Linked DNA regions of Sus scrofa: region 1 is linked to region 2. Evidence: chromatin contacts called from public HiChIP or PLAC-seq data. All regions are on one chromosome and are shown on one strand. Each heading gives the region's core, a stretch centred on a gene start, on an enhancer-like site or on the middle of the called end of the contact. The rest is flanking DNA. Distances are from core to core; before and after follow the strand shown. Region 1 holds the start of CASC4 (protein CASC4). Region 2 holds the start of CTDSPL2 (CTD small phosphatase-like protein 2).

What was found. HiChIP or PLAC-seq counts read pairs in DNA pulled down with a chosen protein or histone mark.
Region 1: an H3K27ac HiChIP or PLAC-seq map of alveolar macrophages shows a contact between it and region 2. The contact joins the promoter of CASC4 here to the promoter of CTDSPL2 in region 2. A contact is called at or near these places in 2 of 5 promoter capture datasets (fetal liver and liver), 7 of 47 Hi-C or Micro-C datasets (alveolar macrophages, heart right ventricle, liver and 1 more) and 2 of 2 datasets of contacts at active chromatin or transcription factors (alveolar macrophages and skeletal muscle).

What each region holds. Positions count from the first base shown.
Region 1 is chr1:127,237,125-127,239,950 of Sscrofa11.1, reverse strand. CASC4 (protein CASC4) reads left to right here and starts at 1,463. Exons shown (of 10, transcript XM_021096541.1): 1 at 1,463-2,113. The coding sequence starts at 1,787.
Region 2 is chr1:127,124,332-127,127,477 of Sscrofa11.1, reverse strand. It overlaps CTDSPL2 (CTD small phosphatase-like protein 2), which reads left to right and starts at 1,731. Exons shown (of 13, transcript XM_021096524.1): 1 at 1,731-2,258.

The sequences.
Region 1 (2,826 bases), core at 214-2,713, 110 kb before region 2:
AACTTCCTTATGAAGTTGAGGAAAGAACAGGTGGATCCATTACAGTCAGGGTTTTCCCATTTTTGCCTTGCTCCTTTTTGCCAAAGTCTGCTTGTCTTTTGAGACTTGAGATTTCTTAGATCTTATGCCAGAGCAAAGGGCTCAAGTTTGATGTGAAGTAAATATTAATAATGTTGGTGGTGTTTTTCTGTATCTCTGAGAGAGAAATCATCATTCTTTGAAGGTGCAATAATTCTTCCAGGCTACCCTAGGACTATTAGGCAAGTAACTTTATTTTTGAAATGGACGGGAATACTAATTATTCAAAGATGACAAATCTTCCTGCCTCAACATCATACCACTCTGATTCAAATGAAAATACCAAAGTTTTTGTGTTTGGGGGGTTTTATGCTTATGGAAGTTCTTGATCCTGAGGTCTGAAAAATAAAGGGACTCCATTTTCTCCTTAAACAGGATAGCATCAATAACTTTTAAAACTTTTATGCAAGAAATATGCAAAAGAGGTTACTTTTTCTGCATCACTGTAATTAATGGCGAACATATAGCAGCAGTCAGCCTGGTGTAATGCAAACAGCAATGATGTTAGAGACCAGTGACCAGACTCAAGACTGGTTTTGTCTCAAACAAGATATGGCACTTTGAGAAAGTTTCTGGTATATTTTTGTGTGTTGGATTCCTCATCTGTAAAACTGTGTTGTTGAGAGATAAAGAGATTAAGCATGCAAAAACAATTTGTAAGACAGCTATCACATCAACTCCAAAACGTGCTTGCTGTCAGTATCAGCGTTAAGTTATCATTCATTGTGGGCAGCTTTTGGACTTTCTACTTGGAAGCCCAGCTCCAGGCAAAAGCAGCAGTGAGTTTAAGAACAGGGGCTCACACAATTCTGGAATTCTTTCCCTTGGTGGAGGCAGTAACCTTGGAAAGCGGGCTGGAACCACCCTCTTTTAGTCCTAAAGCTTAGTTTCTCTGGCTTTTCTCCTTAATGTTCGGGGCACCGCTATTTTATGGCATTTTTTTTTTTAGTTGTTATTTTTTCCTCCACATTGTTAGCACAAGCGAGAAAATCTACTGAAGCAAGTACAAAATCTTTCCAGTCGCCCTTTCTGCCCGCAGCTCACCTATGTGTTCCCTACATAGCGGTCGCTGCCTCAGATGTCCTCAAAAACAAAAAACTCTCACGAGGGACAGAGCAGGATAGGCATTCCTAGACCCCGGGGCAAGGGAATTGAGCAGGTAAAAGCTGAAGGGGATCCGATTCAGGTACACGAGCTAACCCAAGTCGCCAAAATAAATACAACACTCTTCCTGACAGGGATAACCCTCGCGAGATAAGACTGCGAAGATCGAGAGCAGCCCACTTTCTCGCGAGAAGAGGGGGTGTTGGCGGAAACTAGGAAATGGCCCCCTTGGCGACCCGGACTCAGACAATGGGCGGGGCCCGAGTTAAATCCACCCCCTTCCGGCTCTTTTCCCCGCCTCCTAACCCTGAGGTGTTGGACCTCGGGTGCCAGCGGCTTGCTTCTCCGGTTCCGCCCAGCTGTTGCAGAATCTAATTCAAAGCCTCGGGAAAGCGCGTCGGCCGGATTTGAGGAGAGGGGGCGGGGAGGGTCCAGCGGCTTGCGGCCCCGCCCCCTTCTCCGGCTTACAGGCGGACGATTCCGCCCGCCTCCTCCTTCAGCTGGCCCTGGGGCTGCGTCCCCCAGGCAACTCGGCAGCCGCGGCCTGAGCTTCTGCCTGCAGGTGTTGGCGCTGAGGCTCCCGGGCACAGCCTGCTTCGGCTCCATGGTCGGTTTCGGGGCCAACCGGCGGGCGGGCCGCCTGCCCTCCTTCGTGTTGGTGGTCCTGCTGGTCGTGATCGCTGTCCTCGCCTTCAACTACTGGAGCATCTCCTCCCGCCACGTCCTGCTTCAGGAGGAAGTGGCCGAGCTGCAGGGCCAGGTCCAGCGCACAGAGGTAGCCCGCGGGCGCCTGGAGAAGCGCAATTCGGACCTCCTGCTCTTGGTGGACTCGCACAAGAAACAGATTGACCAGAAAGAGGCCGACTACGGCCGCCTCAGCAGCCGGCTGCAGGCCAGGGAGGGCCTCGGGAAAAGATGCGAGGATGACAAGGTAAGGACCAGTCCTCTCCCCTCAATTCCCATATATATATTTTTTTCAGCTTCGTGGTGGGGTTGTTTAGCCTGATCCCGGTTGCCTTATGCCTTCCAGAATTGCAGCCTCGGAGGCTACCCTTACCGCTAACAACCCTATTTCTGTTAGACCTTAGCCAGTTTATCACCACCACATTTTCCGGTCCCTTCCAGACGAAACTAGCTCTAAGTTCTGGTTCTCAAGAGTGGCCTGTGTGTGGATGCCGCCTTTTCTCCAAGCTCAGCTGCTGAGCTGGCAGTTGTAAACATTTGGCCTATGTGGCCGGCCGCCTTACGTTTACAGATGGACAGATCTGGAGAATGCTAGGTTTGGTGTATTATTGCCTTATCTTTTATTCCGTGCACACCGATCATTATCAATTTCTTTATTTAAAGAATGGGGCCTCCTCTAACTACTTATTATTACTTAAATATATGGTCACCATATATTTTTCGACTATCTCTATAGGGCTCTGTATTAAGCAGTTAAAGATCAGCTATTACTGCCTTTTTTTGTGACGATAATGTTCTGATGGATGGGTTCTGGAACCATATATGAGCCATACTTGTGACTTGGACATATTTAATCAAAAATTATCTACACAATTTGAATTCTTAATGAATTAGCCAAAAAGATAGAATCTAAAAATATGTTCTAAGCCAACAGTCTTATGTCATTTTCCTCACTGATAT
Region 2 (3,146 bases), core at 482-2,981:
GATAAATGTATAATGACATATATCCATCATTATTATATCATATAGAATAGTTTCACTGCCCTAAAAATCCCTTATGTTCCATTTAGGCCTCCTCCTTTACCCCTAACCCCCTCGAAACCACTTATCTTTTTATTGTCTCTAAAGTTTTGAGTATTTCATAATATCATGTAGTTGGAATCATACAGTTATATAGCTTTTTCAGATTGACTTCTTTCACTTAATAATATACATTTAAGATTCCTCCATGTCCTTTCATGGCTTGATAGCTCATTTATTTTTAGCTGAATAATATTCCATTGTATGGATGTACCACAGTTTATCTACACCTACTGAAGGACACTTTGGTTGCTCTGAATTTTGGCAATTATGAATAAAGCTGCTATAAACACTTGTGTAGACGTAAGTTTTCAACTCCTTGTAGTAATCATTTAATAATTATTTCAGTAATCGGGGGTAATTATTTAATATGCTTTTGCTTTCCATGATACACACTGGACAATCAGTAGTTATCTTCTGATTTTCAATTAGTTTTTCTGAAATCTATTATTTTGTGAACTATTTCCAGTTTTACATACTGTATACTACTGCCTCTCAAGAAATGTTGTATTCAGAGCATTCTTGTACCAGGAAGATTTAGGACTCAAGTGAATTCTGAGTTCTCACAAGATCTGTAGTATATAAGGCTTTCAGAAGACAACTCATCTGCTCCACACTTTGAAACATCAACAACCAGATTCACAAGGTTCTGTCCTTACCTCAGCCTCATCTCTTTCCACCATCCCAAGAACAGAACAACTTCCCCAAATGCTCAACGCAATCTCCTCTTTGGACTTTTCCATCTCGTTTTTCCTTGTCTAGACACTCTTCCTTTGTAACATCAACTCTTCCTTTGTAACATCAACTCTTCCTTTGTAACATCAACTCTTCCTATCTCACTTACATGTCATTTCATTAAAACGTTTCCAGACCTCCTCACTGGTACCCTTCCTTGCGCTTTTTCAATGCGTGTGAAGAACCCCTTCTTGTAATCATTTTATCACACGGTATTTAAATTGTTTTTTTGCCTTCTTCAACAATTTGCAGACTCTGGGAAGTCAGTATTTCCGTCTGCCTTGTTCACTGTTACATTCCTCTCATCTAGTATGGTCCTCAGACATTGTGGTTTTTCAATAAATATTTCTTGATTGGATAACGAGAGTGGCCTGGAGTTTTAATAGATAATGCTCTCCCAATCACCATGCTTGCTTTTCTGTCATTCCACTAGCACTGGACGCTCGGGACTGATTCATTTTCACCGCGTGAGGTTGGCTGTCCTTTGACCCAGGCCTGCAGGTATGAATTCCTTCGTTTTTACGATCTAACTTAGCACAACCACAGCCAACACGCGTGGCGTAGGTTTATACAACCCACAGCAACTGCTGTGCCTTCTAGGCAGTGAGCTGGAAAAAGGCTCTTCAGGTGCCACCGGGACGCCAGGACAGACCAAGAATTCGCCTTAACCTGGCCTCGGGCATTGCTCTCTACACACCACCTCCTCCTCCAGCGCGCCAAGCCGTTAAGTACCACCCCTTCTCACTCGGCTCCACCCACCTGGCGCACCCGGGTTACTAAACCCTAGCAGCCAGGTTGCGCTCAGCGTTCGTAAGCCCCGCCTCCAGGGCTAGGGCGCGCACCCCCTCCCCGCTCTGCCTAAGCAGTTCCGTTAGCAGTGGGAGGAAAAACCGTCTTTCGGGTCCCCGCCTCTCCACTCCCAACGCTTTATTCCCTACTCCCCCTGCGACCACTCCACAACCAGCTACGGAGGCCCCTAAAGTACAAACATCCCCCAGGCACTGGCGTAGCCTGCTAGATTTTTTCCTTGTTACTCCACTTGGTACCAAGGTCCTTTGTTCAGTTTTTGTCAGGAATTCGGGATCGCGAGTTTCTTCCGCCGGCGGGAACTCTAACGCTCTTCACGGAAGTAAAGTTGTTTTTTTGGCTCCCCCCGCCCGCTACGCCGTGGCTGCCTGCATTCCTTCCCTCCCACCTCTCGGAATTGTGGCGGGAGGGGGAGGAGGAAGTCAAGGCGCCTGCGCGGAGAGGCCGCTTTCCATCCGGGTCCCTGTCCGTGCGGTGCAGCAGGTCGGTAGGCGGGAAATGGCGACTGGCTGAAGGAGCTGGTTCTGTTGCTGCTGCGGGCTAAGGGGGAAAGACACCGCACATTGCGCAGTCGGGACCATCGCCGGAGCCTGAGGACACTTCTCTGTCGTCACAGTTAGGTAATTCCCCTCGTCCAGACGCTGCCGCGGCTTCCAACCTTAGTCCTCCTCCTCTTCCCAGGGCCGTCTGCCGGGATCTCCTCCCCTTCTCAACCTGGTTCTCCAGCGGCTCCGGCGCCTTAGTAGGCAGGCACTGTTGGCGCCTCGTACGTCCGCTGTGTGGAGCCTCTCTTCTCTGGACTTTCCCCTGGGAACAGAAAGAGAGCTCACTTCCCGCCAGCTTCAGCTCTCAGGCTGCGGCCTGTGTTGTGATTTCTGGGGTTAGATTTCACTTTCCTACCCACCCCCACCCCGATCTCACGTCCCTAGTTCCAAACCTTGTGGTCCCTCCGGGTAATTGGGTTAGATCAGCTTTTCTAACCCTGACCCACCTGATGTTTTGGGTATTTCTTTTTTTCTAGTAAGGTGTTTTTAGGGGGGCGTTGCTCTCTCTTAGTTTTTATAAGCACCTTTTAAGGATCTGGAAGAAAAGATTTCACTGAGTTCTGTTTGTCTTTTGTGCTGTTAAAATATTGAGTTGACATTGTTACTTTTTCAATCAAGAGTGCTGGTAAAGAACAGCTCATGTGGAAGGCCTCTGGTTTCTATAGTGGTCGATTAAGGGTGAATCTCATCGTCCGTAGTATTCTACGCTTTCTTTGGGTGTTAAATGCCTGTATGGGTGCTTACTTTTGCATTCTTGACTATAATTCCGGGGTAAATATATTGCATAAGTAAATTGTGTTTATTTACTTCTCACCCTAGCGGTAGCTGGATGTTTGAATGATGGTAAGCCCTTAAGAGTACCTTAGGGAAACCTACAGAGACACTGCCCGTAAACTGCACTAAGATTCTGAAATGACATGTACTTAGTAGATGTTCCTCCAAGGCAGGGATTTATCTCTCTAA